Regions from separate parts of the Mus musculus genome. Here region 1 is linked to region 2. Evidence: chromatin contacts called from public promoter capture Hi-C data. All regions are on one chromosome and are shown on one strand. Each heading gives the region's core, a stretch centred on a gene start, on an enhancer-like site or on the middle of the called end of the contact. The rest is flanking DNA. Distances are from core to core; before and after follow the strand shown.

Region 1 (5,046 bases), core at 1,401-3,900, 2.2 Mb before region 2:
AGCTTGTATGGGGTGGGGGAGGACAGGGTGGAGCCTTTCTACTCAGCCCACCTGGAAACCAAGGTGCCTGCAGGGACCCCAGACCCTCAGCTAAAGATCTGATGTCAGGAGGAGGTTGAGAAAGTCTCCCTGTATATGAAACGCCAGGGTGGGCCAGGCCTCGGTGACGGGCAGTAACACAGTCTGTCCTCGTGTTGGTTCCTGCTCTGTGAGATGTCAGCGCTCTCTGCCCCCTTCTGAGCACTGAAAACACCGGAGAAAAAGGCTTCACCCGCACACAATGGTGTCCAGACCTGGCGCTGTTCAAGGACTCCCTCTACAAAGGCTATTTCCAACTGAAATCTCTTGATAGCGAGCGGAACGCCTTCTGTAGATCAAAGACCCTCTGCAGCAATCCTTGCACTCAGTGTCAGGCCAAGGGAGTGGGGAGGCTGAGCCCGCCTCCACCCTCATTCTGAGCTTTTCCTCCGGGAAGAGCAGGAGGAAGATGGACTGGTGAGGCTATCTGCAGATCACACCTCCCTTAATCAATGCACAGTTCTGAACTCCAGACACCCCGGGAAACCACAGGGAAGGAAGGTTGTGGCCCTGAGAGCGGGGCCATGACAGCTGTGTCCCCCACGGAGGCTGTGATGGGCAGTCTGCTGGACTTCTGGAGGGCAGACCCAGTCTGCTGACCCAATGCTTTCAGGATGTCATCAGTGCAAGTTATCGCGGTCCTCTGGAATGGCATACCACAGAGTGTTCCTCTGAGAGAACACCAGAAACGTATTTGGAGGCCAGAAGTCCAACATGGAGGTGTATCAGCAAGGGAAGGGGACAAGGGCTCCCTCGTTGCTAACCACTCAGGCCTTAAGCCTCTATCCCAACTCTCCCACCACCCCTGTGCACACCAAAGTCCCATTGCCCTCTTTGCTAGGACATTAATCAGTGGGTTAAGCTCTCTTGAATCTGCAACATCTGTAAAGATTTAGCATCTGAATTAAATCACACAGTTGAATACATTGAATAGACACAGTCCGACCCATGAGTGACACTATCTATTAGCTCTGGCAATATACCAGGGACCAAGGCATAAACAGACTGCATCTCCTCCTGTGGGCCGGTCGGTGGGAGCCCCCTGTGAGGAAGCAGGTGGAGTTGTTGGGTGAGTGTACCTCACTATTGTCAGGGCTGCTGGTTTTCCTGTGGCCCGCTCCATGTGCTTCTGGGGGTGGCTGAGATCTGCGTGGGGCCCTGCGTGGTTCCCAAACCTGTACTTCTGCTGAAGGAGCAACACAGCGTGCGTAGGCAACAGACAGCTTGTCTCAGCCTTTTTAGGAAAAGCCCTGAAGAGGCTTGTGTTGGCTGAGGCAAGCCTCTCTCCCGCTGGGAAGGCTTCCCACAGCCGTGGGCTTAAGAATTTTAAACCCCAGTGCTGGAGACAGCTACTACCTCTTCCCTGGGGCTGCATGAAGCCTGCTGGCCTGTAACTGTGAGTCATAGCTGAAGAATGAACTTGCACAGCAGCAAGGTGAGGGGGCTCAGAGAAGTGGGGATCTCCAATTTCCTTCACGGTAATGGCTTATGAATGTCAGAAGCCTATTGGGGCCCCGCCTCAAAGGTGGGCCCAGCACCTTTCATGAAACTGGCAGTTCCCCTCAAGCAGGCCAGATCATCCCTCTTTAAGGAGGTTAGGAGATGAGCTGGGAGAGTCAGCCCAAGGCTACGCATTGTGTGGGTGGACAGGAAGGATATGCAAGTGCAAGCCGGTTTAGGAACCATAGGCTTTTTATCTATGCCTGGAAGGGGAGAGGTTACAAAAAAGGCTACTTACAAATCCAAGGTACAGGGGAATGGGCAGCCAGCAGGAATGTGTCCTCAGATAGCCTTCCCACAGATGCCCTATTTCCACACAATTACACCATAACAAAAGAGTACTTGCAGCCACATCTGACCAGCCAGGAGTGTGGGCTAATGTTACCAGTTCTGTCGACCACAGAACTCTCAGAACCTTGCTTTTCTCCCAGAAACGGAATGACACCAGCTACCGTGCCCTGCAACCGTGAATGTGAACGCCAGGGTGACTCAGGCCCCTTCCCCCACTGTCTCCTACGCTGCCGACTCACCTTCCCTTCCCACCTCAGCCCACAGATGCCAAGGAATGTGGGGTTATAGGGTAAAGTTCAGTTCTGGCCACACAGCCCTGCTACTCAGCCACAGACAGACACACCCAGTTGGTGCTCTGTCCACCTACCCCAGAGACTGTCCCACCAGACTCTAACGTCGTAAACATCCACACGGAGAGCCTAGACAACCAGACAGGGCTGTTCCGACTCTCCTGGGCATGGATTATAAAGGATGCTGGAGAGGTTAGGGACTCTGCTCGGCCAAGTTGGCTGGCACCTGTCACCTAACCCTGAACTCTGCTCTTTCATCCAGGGCAGGTCGATGGCGAGCCCCCGCGGGGTCGGTGCGTGACCATGACGCGGGCCAGCGGAGTCCCGTGGGGCAGACACCGCCGACCACGCGGCGGGTTCCCCGCCCGCGCACCTGTCCTGGGCGTGGCTTCGCGGCCCCGCCCCGCCGTGCTCCGCGCTGGTTGGCTGAGGTGGTGCGCTATGCTAATGAGCCTGACCCTTCTCGCACCTGCCGGCCGCGCGGCCCGCCGGCGCCGCCAGACTCTGCAGTCGGTAATCCCGCTGCAGGCTCTGGCTAGACTCTGCCTGCTCTCGGGAGGGGACCATGCCGCGCTCCTTCCTGGTGAAAACGCACTCCAGTCACAGGGTCCCCAACTACGGGAAACTGGAGACACTGAGAGGTAGGGGTTGGCCGGATCTCCGCCCCCAGCTCGCAGCGCTTCGGGGCTGGAGGCAGCTGGGAAGTCCTTGGGAGCTGGGTCACACCTGCCCCAGGTGAGAGGGGAAGGGGCTAGAGTTTTCCATTTCAACAGAGGAGGAGGTTCCCCTTCTGGCTTAAGACTGGGGCTCTAAGAGGGATGTGCCCAGGGCAACTAACTTCTCTGCTTCAGAAGATTCGGGCATGCCTTGGGCTCCCCACTTGGCAAAGTTTCCTGAGCCCCAGATCTCCCCGGAGCTCTCCCTGCGGACTGCTCAGCTGAAGTCCTGAAGTCCTCTCTGTGCAGGTCTGGAAGGGTCCAAACTTAAAGTATGTCCCAGGCGCTGTATACACCCACCTAAAGAAGGTCTCACTAACCACAAGGCCAGGAAACTTGTCCTACCCGCAGATGGTGGCTGGTGAGAAAAGGCAGGACTCCCCCAGAGCATCCTGCCTCGTGGGTGGTGAGCTCATTGATAGAGCAAACAACCTCTGGTGGTCTTCGCTCTTCCCAGAAGCCTCCTTGCTCTCCTGGTGCAGTGACCAAGGAAGAGCCGACCTCCACACAACAGGCTCAGTTGTCCACCTTTACGGCTAGGTTCAGGGGCTTTAGGTCTGAGCACCTGAGAAGAGAACCCTTAATCTTCAGAGCCAGCCTGATGGTCAGAGCTACCCCCACTCAGGTGGGCAACTTCTCAGAGAAAGACCTACTAGGAAGTTGCCCAGTGCCTCGGGACACTTTGGATGTCGGGCCTCAGGCCAGCACCCCTCATATAGCCCCAGCTGGTGGGAGTTCTTGGATCAGGCCCCATCATCACCTCTGCTGCCACCAGGGGGTGCTATCTAGGACCCTGCTCTTGGGGGTGGGGGAGACATTTTTGATTCAATTTAGTGAGTCACCAACAGCAGTTCTATAACAGACGCTATTAGAGTGTGATTTTTCTTTTGGTTGGGTGGTTGGGTCTCCTTACAGAGGAGGTAGAAAGTTGTACTTATAGTGAATGTAGTTTTTTTTCCTTGTATGGAGGATAGAATCAATGCCCCACACAAGACTAGTCAAGCACTTACCACTGAGCCATGCCTCTGGCCCTAGGCCATTGTTTTAAGAGTTAAAACCTTAGATTGCACTTGGAGAGCACATACCAGCTTACTTCCTTTTTTTTTTTTTTTGGTTTTTCGAGACAGGGTTTCTCTGTGTAGCCCTGGCTGTCCTGGAACTCACTTTGTAAACCAGGCTGGCCTCGAACTCAGAAATCCACCTACCTCTGCCTCCCAAGTGCTGGGATTAAAGGCGTGCACCACCACGCCCAGCTCCCCAGCTTACCTCTTAAATGGGCAAATCAGGTCCTGCAGGGCCCTGTTTCGGACAGGAGGTTCCCAGAGTAGCCTTAATGCCCTTTAGCGGTCGCTCTTGGCTTTCCCAGGCCCCCATGGTCCCAGTGACTCTCTTCCTATTATGATGTCTCCCTAGAGTATACTGAGGTGCTGAGGCCTGGAGTTCTCCTTCCCTCCTCCGAAGGGGCTTCAGGGATTCCTCAAGCCACGGGGCATTGATACCCTCATCTCCCGGCAAACCAAAGCTGCAGAAATCACCAAAGTGCAAGACAACATAGGAAAGGCATATGCAGAAGCCATGGTCGCTCCCACCTGCATGAGGTTGCTTTCCTCTGCCTGTGGAGTGGACACAGAACGCAGTGTCTGAACCTGGCAGTACCTTGGTGGTAGAGGTGGAGACTTTCCTTCCGACAGGACCCCAGGGAAACTTCCCACGTTCTGTGGTCCAGAACTCTGCTGACAGAGTCTCTTAGCAGTCCTGCTCTCTCCTCCTTCAATCCAGAGTATGATTCCCTGGCTATATAATTAGGAGCAATATGTCTGGTAGGGAGAAAGTAATGGGATTTAACTTCCTGGTTCTCCCACAGCCTTGCCAGCACTTGTCTCTTCTTGCAAGTTCTAGCCATCCCTGAAGTAAAACATGCTACCTTGATGTGGTTTTAATTTGCATCTTTTCGGTGCCTAATGATGGATATTTCCTCGTGTGCACACTGCCCATATGCTTTTTAAATATGTTACTCTTTTTTAATTAAGAAAACTTGAGGGGTAGTGGTGGCGCACACCTTTAATCCCAGCACTGGATAGGCAGAGGCTGGCAGATTTCTGAGTTCGAGACCAGCCTGGTCTACAGAGTGAGTTCCAGGACAGCCAGGGCTGAACAGAGAAACCCTGTCT
Region 2 (5,229 bases), core at 162-2,661:
TGTAGCCACAGGAAGGGGAAGAAGGGCGCCTGGGCGGGAGTCTCCTGCTTCTGCACGTGGATCTGCTGCTGCGAGGCCGGTGACAGCGCCGAGCCACAGACGTAGCAACAGCGGGCCTGGCTGTCCGCGGGTATCCGGGGAGGCCGCTCCAGCCCTTCGTCCCCGAGGCTCCCGGCGACGTCGTTGCCCTCGGGGGTGCTACTGCGCTCTGGGGGCGCCGCGGGCCGGCTGGAGGCGGCGCCGTCCGTGCCGTCGGGCGCAGCGGGGCCGGGCCAGGGTTCCTGGATGCCCCTCAGCACGCTGGCTCGCGGCTCCGGAGCCCAGTGCGCCCCTGGCCCCGTGCGCCGGCGCCGGGCTCCGGACTTGCTGGAGTCGTGCGCATCCTCGGGCTCAGGCTCCGGCTCCGGCTCGGGCTCGGGCTCGGGCTCGGGCTCCGGTTCGGGCAGCGCGTCGGCGTCCGACAGCTCCGACAGCTCCGAGTCGCGCGCGTCCTCGGTGTTCCACTCGCGGGCCCCGCGCCGGCCAGCCGCGCTCGCGTCGCACTGATGCGGCCTCTTGAGCCAGTACACGCGCTTGTCCACGGGCGTGCGCGCGCGCTCGAAGGCGGCCCACTGCTCGGCCAGGAAGCAGCGGCACACGGCGCACACCAGCACGCAGCCATCGGTCGCGCTCAGCCCGCGCGCGCCGGGCGCCGGCTCCTGCTGCTGCAGGAACGGGAAGAAGGGCTGCGCGGGGCCCGCCGGCCTCACCGGCAGCTTCAGCTCCTTGCCGCGCGCGATGCCGCCGCCGCAGATGAAGCACGACAGGGCCGCGCCCGCCGCTGCCATGAGCCGCTGCTTACGGGAGAGCGGCGCCGCCCGGCCGCTCATGGCCCGGCCGCCGCGTCCGCCTCCGCGCGCCCCGCGGCTGCCGCTGCTCGGGCCGCGCGCACCGAGGCCCCGCGCCCAACTCGCAAAGTTTGGCGCGCGGCGGCGCGCACGCGGCCCGGGGCGCACCGAGGGTCTCCGCGGCGGTGCCCGGGGCTGCCGAGTCCCGGCGGGTGGCGGCGCGGGCCCAGGCGGCGCCGGAGAGCGCGCCCGGAACGCGGCGGTGGCGACGGTGGCGACGGGCCCCGGGCGGCTGCGGCGGCCGCATGTGCGAGCTCCGGCGCCGGCCCGAGCGTCGGGTCATTTAATTGGGGAGGAGGGAGGCGGGGCGGCGCGGGGCGGAGGGCGCGGGAGGGAGGCGGAGGCGGAGAAGCCTTCCCTCGCGCCGCCCTGCTGCCCGCCTCTTCCCAGGCTCCTCCTCCCCTGACTCGGACTCCTCCTTCTCCTAATCCTCCTCTCCCTCCTCTCCTCCCCTACCTCCTCCTCCTCCTTCTAATCCTCCTCCTCTTCTTACCTCTCTCCGCCCCTCCTCCTCTGACTCATCCTCTCCTCTCGATTCCTCCTCCCCTGACCTCTTCTCTTCCCCAACCCCCTCCTCCACCCCCTCCTCCTCTCTCCCCACCCTCTCCTACCCCCTCACCCCCCTGTGTCCCAAACTATGGCACAATAGGCCCCAGCTCCTCTGTCTATTCTGTGTCCAGCAGGAGCCCGCGGTGATTCATTGCTCCAATTAGGGGCTCTGCAGCCCGTGGCTCGGGCTGTCTGAAGGGTCTCCTTTGGGACCCACGAAACCCATCAGCCGCTGCCGCTGATCTTTAAGAAAAGGTCAAGCCGGACGCGCTAGTGCCAGGTGAGGACGATGGGTGTCTAGGGAGGCTTGGGAAGGGTAACCCCCCTCCAAGATCTGGGGAGGTCCTGGCCCTTCAGCAGCCCAGGGTTGGGGGTCACCTTTCTAAGCCCAGTGCCCTAGTTTTGAAGACAGAGGAAAGAGGAGTTGTCTCCTGCATCACCCTGGAGACAAAGTCCTCCCAGCCTATCTCCCCTCTCCCCCTCCCTCTGACTGGACAGGGCCCACCAGATCACCCTAGGGGTAGAGGTAAGAAGGGTACTGTGTGTCCTGGGACTAAGGACTCAACCTCTCTGTGCCCTTTTCCTTCTTGTTAAAGTGTTCCTGCTGAGACCACAGATATCCAGGACTTAGTGTATTGTATGCAGATACATTGTAGTTATTTAATGCAGAGACAAACCCTTTGCAGGCCAAGTTCAGAGCTGTTACATGCCTCTTAGTTACTTCCCCACAAGAAGCAAGTGTGGGATGCCCCTCATTTTATGACTCAAGAGGCCAGGCAGGATTCAGACCCAGGCAGCAGGGTTCTGCTAGGAGTATGTGGCCTCCCCAGGCAGACATCTGGCCCCTGTCACCCAGAAGCTGCTGGAGACTGTCCTTGGCGCCTCCTAGGCACACAGGCACACACATGTATGACACACACACACACAGATGGTGCCCTTTGGCTCAGGCTGGGTCACTAAGCAATCGTCTCCCATCTGTAAAAGGAGCCCTCAAAGCTTCAAAACTGTGAGCAGTTACTTTCCAGAAGCTTCCAGCTGTCTACCCTGCCAGCTGGAGATGGTGCCTGAACCCCAAAGGCAGGAGCCCCACCACCACCACTGCCACCACTTGGTGAGCTGACATGTAAATAAGGCTGCTCCCCCCCCCCTCCAAATGAGCAGGAGGAAGGGCCTCTTGGGAATCCCTAACATTCCAGAGCTCCAGAATCAACTGGGGTGGGGTGTCAACATGGCAGAGGATGGGACTCTGTCCCTTCCCTGGCCCAAAAAAGTGCTGGCTCAGCAAATTGTCTCGCAGACCAGGGCGGGGAGGCATCCCCTGGCTGCTGGCGTGGTTCATACCTTGTTAGAGGAGAGGCTGATGAAAGGACCCTGTCTGTTCTTACTCAGGAAGGGCCTGGGTGTCTCACTCCATAGGAAGGAGCCTGGGAAAGCTGTTCCTACCTAAGCTCACCCAGGTCTCCCTCAGCCTGGCCCAGCTGCCCATCTTCAGAGCCCTTAAGTCTCTCTCAGCCTTAGGATCTCAGCTGGGGCTGCCGTTTTCCCTCCATGTCTGTTCATCGTCCATTTTCTTTCTTATTTCCTTTGCCCTCTTCTGCCTCCTGCACCCTTTTGTCTCCCAAGAGCCAATCCTCCTAAGTCCATCCTGCACACAGCATAGCCAAGACTGGCTTCATACCTAAGTCCAAAGCCCTAAACCCCATCCTGCCAGCTGTGTGTACCTAAGGCAGAGGCAGACCTCATAACTCTACAAACCTCAGTCTCCTGCTATGTGCAATGGGCACAAGCTTCCTCCATGGTAGTCCAAATGAAAGCAAGAGATGCCTGGCACAGGAGGCTGATATGACAGGAGACTATGTATGTGCATGTTAGCAAGTGTGTGTGTTGATACATACATACATGTGCTGTGTATATACACATGTATGTACTGGTGTTTGTGTAAACAAGTGTAGGCATACATGCGTGTTTTACATTTGTTTGTGTGTACTAATGCATAGATACATACACATGCATATGTATTTGAATATGCAACTCCAGACATCCATATATGTATGGTGCACACATGTGTTTATGTGTTATACAGACATGTATTTGTGTTTACAGGCAGGCATGTGTGTGTGTGTGTACTCTGCAGGCACGTGAATGTATGTGCATGTATGCACATATTTGTGTGTGTGCCTCTGTGTGTGAAGTGGGCGGGAGGAGTGGGTTGTGTTTCTCTCAGCGGCTGAATGACTCAGGAAATCCCCTGGCACAAATCAGAGGAGGAAGAAGACAGGTGACGCTGCTGAGTCATATGGGGGTGGGTGACATGGTGGCAGAGCCACAGCACAGCCAGACATACCAGACTGACATCATAGCAACATTGACTAGCTAGCTCTGTGACCTGAGGGGTGGGGGAAGAGGGCGGTGGGGTGCTTCTGAGCTCTCTGGGCCCCTTTCTTTTCATCAGGAAAGCGGAGCTAACAAAAGGGTACATTCTTTAGGGCTGAGAGAAGCAGAACGGAGGCCATCCTGACAGTGCAGGATCTCCAGAGACTGAGGCGAGAGGATCTCAAGTTCAAGGCTAGCCTGGGCTACACAGTGAGACCCTGTCTAAGAGGAAAGAGCTGAGGGATTCAGGCTCCATCTCACTACAGGCTGAGTAATGCTGAATGCATGGCTGGTCCCTCTGGGACCAACGCCTGCCTCCCTGCAAAACACATGGCTTGTGGCATTGTGCCCCAGCTTTCCCCACGAAGGGTCTGAGGTTCAGAGTAAGGAGAAAGCAGCCCCCAGGAGCAGGCTGAGTGAGGAAACCCACCCCTAGGCTCCTTAATAAGCTGACAGGAGGTTCACTCTAAATCCAGTGTGAAGCAGGAACTGCCTCAGAATCTCATCTGTCTTCTTTGTGTGTTCCCAACCACAGACCTAAGGAAACCGAAACTCTCACAGTCTCTGGTCTGGACACAGAGCTAACTGTGTGGTGCCAGATGTTCAAAACACCCAGGCACCTTAGTTTTTACTCTATGTTCCCAAGTCGTTCCAGCACCAAACCTGGCTGCTCAGATGTACAAAGAAAGCTCCAACTGGACAGCCCTATCCACCTGTGCCTGTCAAGAGTGCCTGCATCTGGATTCAGGGTACCCAGCAGAACCATCCATCCCCTGCCTGCAGCTGTGGAGGGAGGGGCCACGCCCCTTCCCTGCCTGTTACTTTCCAAGGCCTGAATAACCTTGCATCTCCCAGCAGCCCTGGCTCAGGGCAGAGAAAGCACAGCCTACAGGTTCCATGGAGAACATAACACAGAAGGACAGAGGATCTGGTCGCAGCCCACATTTGCAGCTGCCTGTGGGGGCATCTCCCAAACCGCCCCCCACCCCCACCCCCACCCCCAGCTGTCTCCAGGTCTCAGCACCACACGGGGAACTGTGTCTGCTTTCCAGCTGCTTCTCCCAAGAGGCCGAGCCCCAGCTCGCCTGCCTTGTGCTGTCCTAGTTTTTACAGGGCCCAATCAATGTTGGGACCAGGGACGCAGGACTCCAAACCTCTTGGTGCCTTCTGTTGTAGAATCATCAGACCATCTGGCAGGATGGTGCTTTCCATTATTCCAGCACCCTGGAGATGCACGGGAAGTTCAAGACCAGCCTGGGCTGCTTCGTGAAAACTGTCTCAAAAAGTGAGAACACAGCAGGGATCAGGTAAGACCAAAAATGTTATAGAGGCTCAGAATTTTTCAAAGAGTAAAGATAATTCAAAAAAGAACCCATCCACCAGCGTTACCCTCCCCCACTGCCGTCTTTGGCTGTTCCAT

What was found. Promoter capture Hi-C pulls out the DNA fragments that hold promoters and counts their contacts.
Region 1: a contact with region 2 is called in a promoter capture Hi-C map of embryonic stem cells, with 5 times the contacts expected there. The contact joins the promoter of Snai3 here to the promoter of A330074K22Rik in region 2. A contact is called at or near these places in 2 of 39 promoter capture datasets (embryonic stem cells and pre-B cells).

Annotation. Positions count from the first base shown.
Region 1 is chr8:122,458,293-122,463,338 of GRCm38.p6, reverse strand. Snai3 (snail family zinc finger 3) reads left to right here and starts at 2,650. Exons shown (of 3, transcript NM_013914.3): 1 at 2,650-2,800. The coding sequence starts at 2,725.
Region 2 is chr8:120,224,412-120,229,640 of GRCm38.p6, reverse strand. A330074K22Rik (RIKEN cDNA A330074K22 gene) reads left to right here and starts at 1,411. Exons shown (of 3, transcript NR_110496.1): 1 at 1,411-1,716; 2 at 4,986-5,116. It also overlaps a transcript of Gse1 not described here.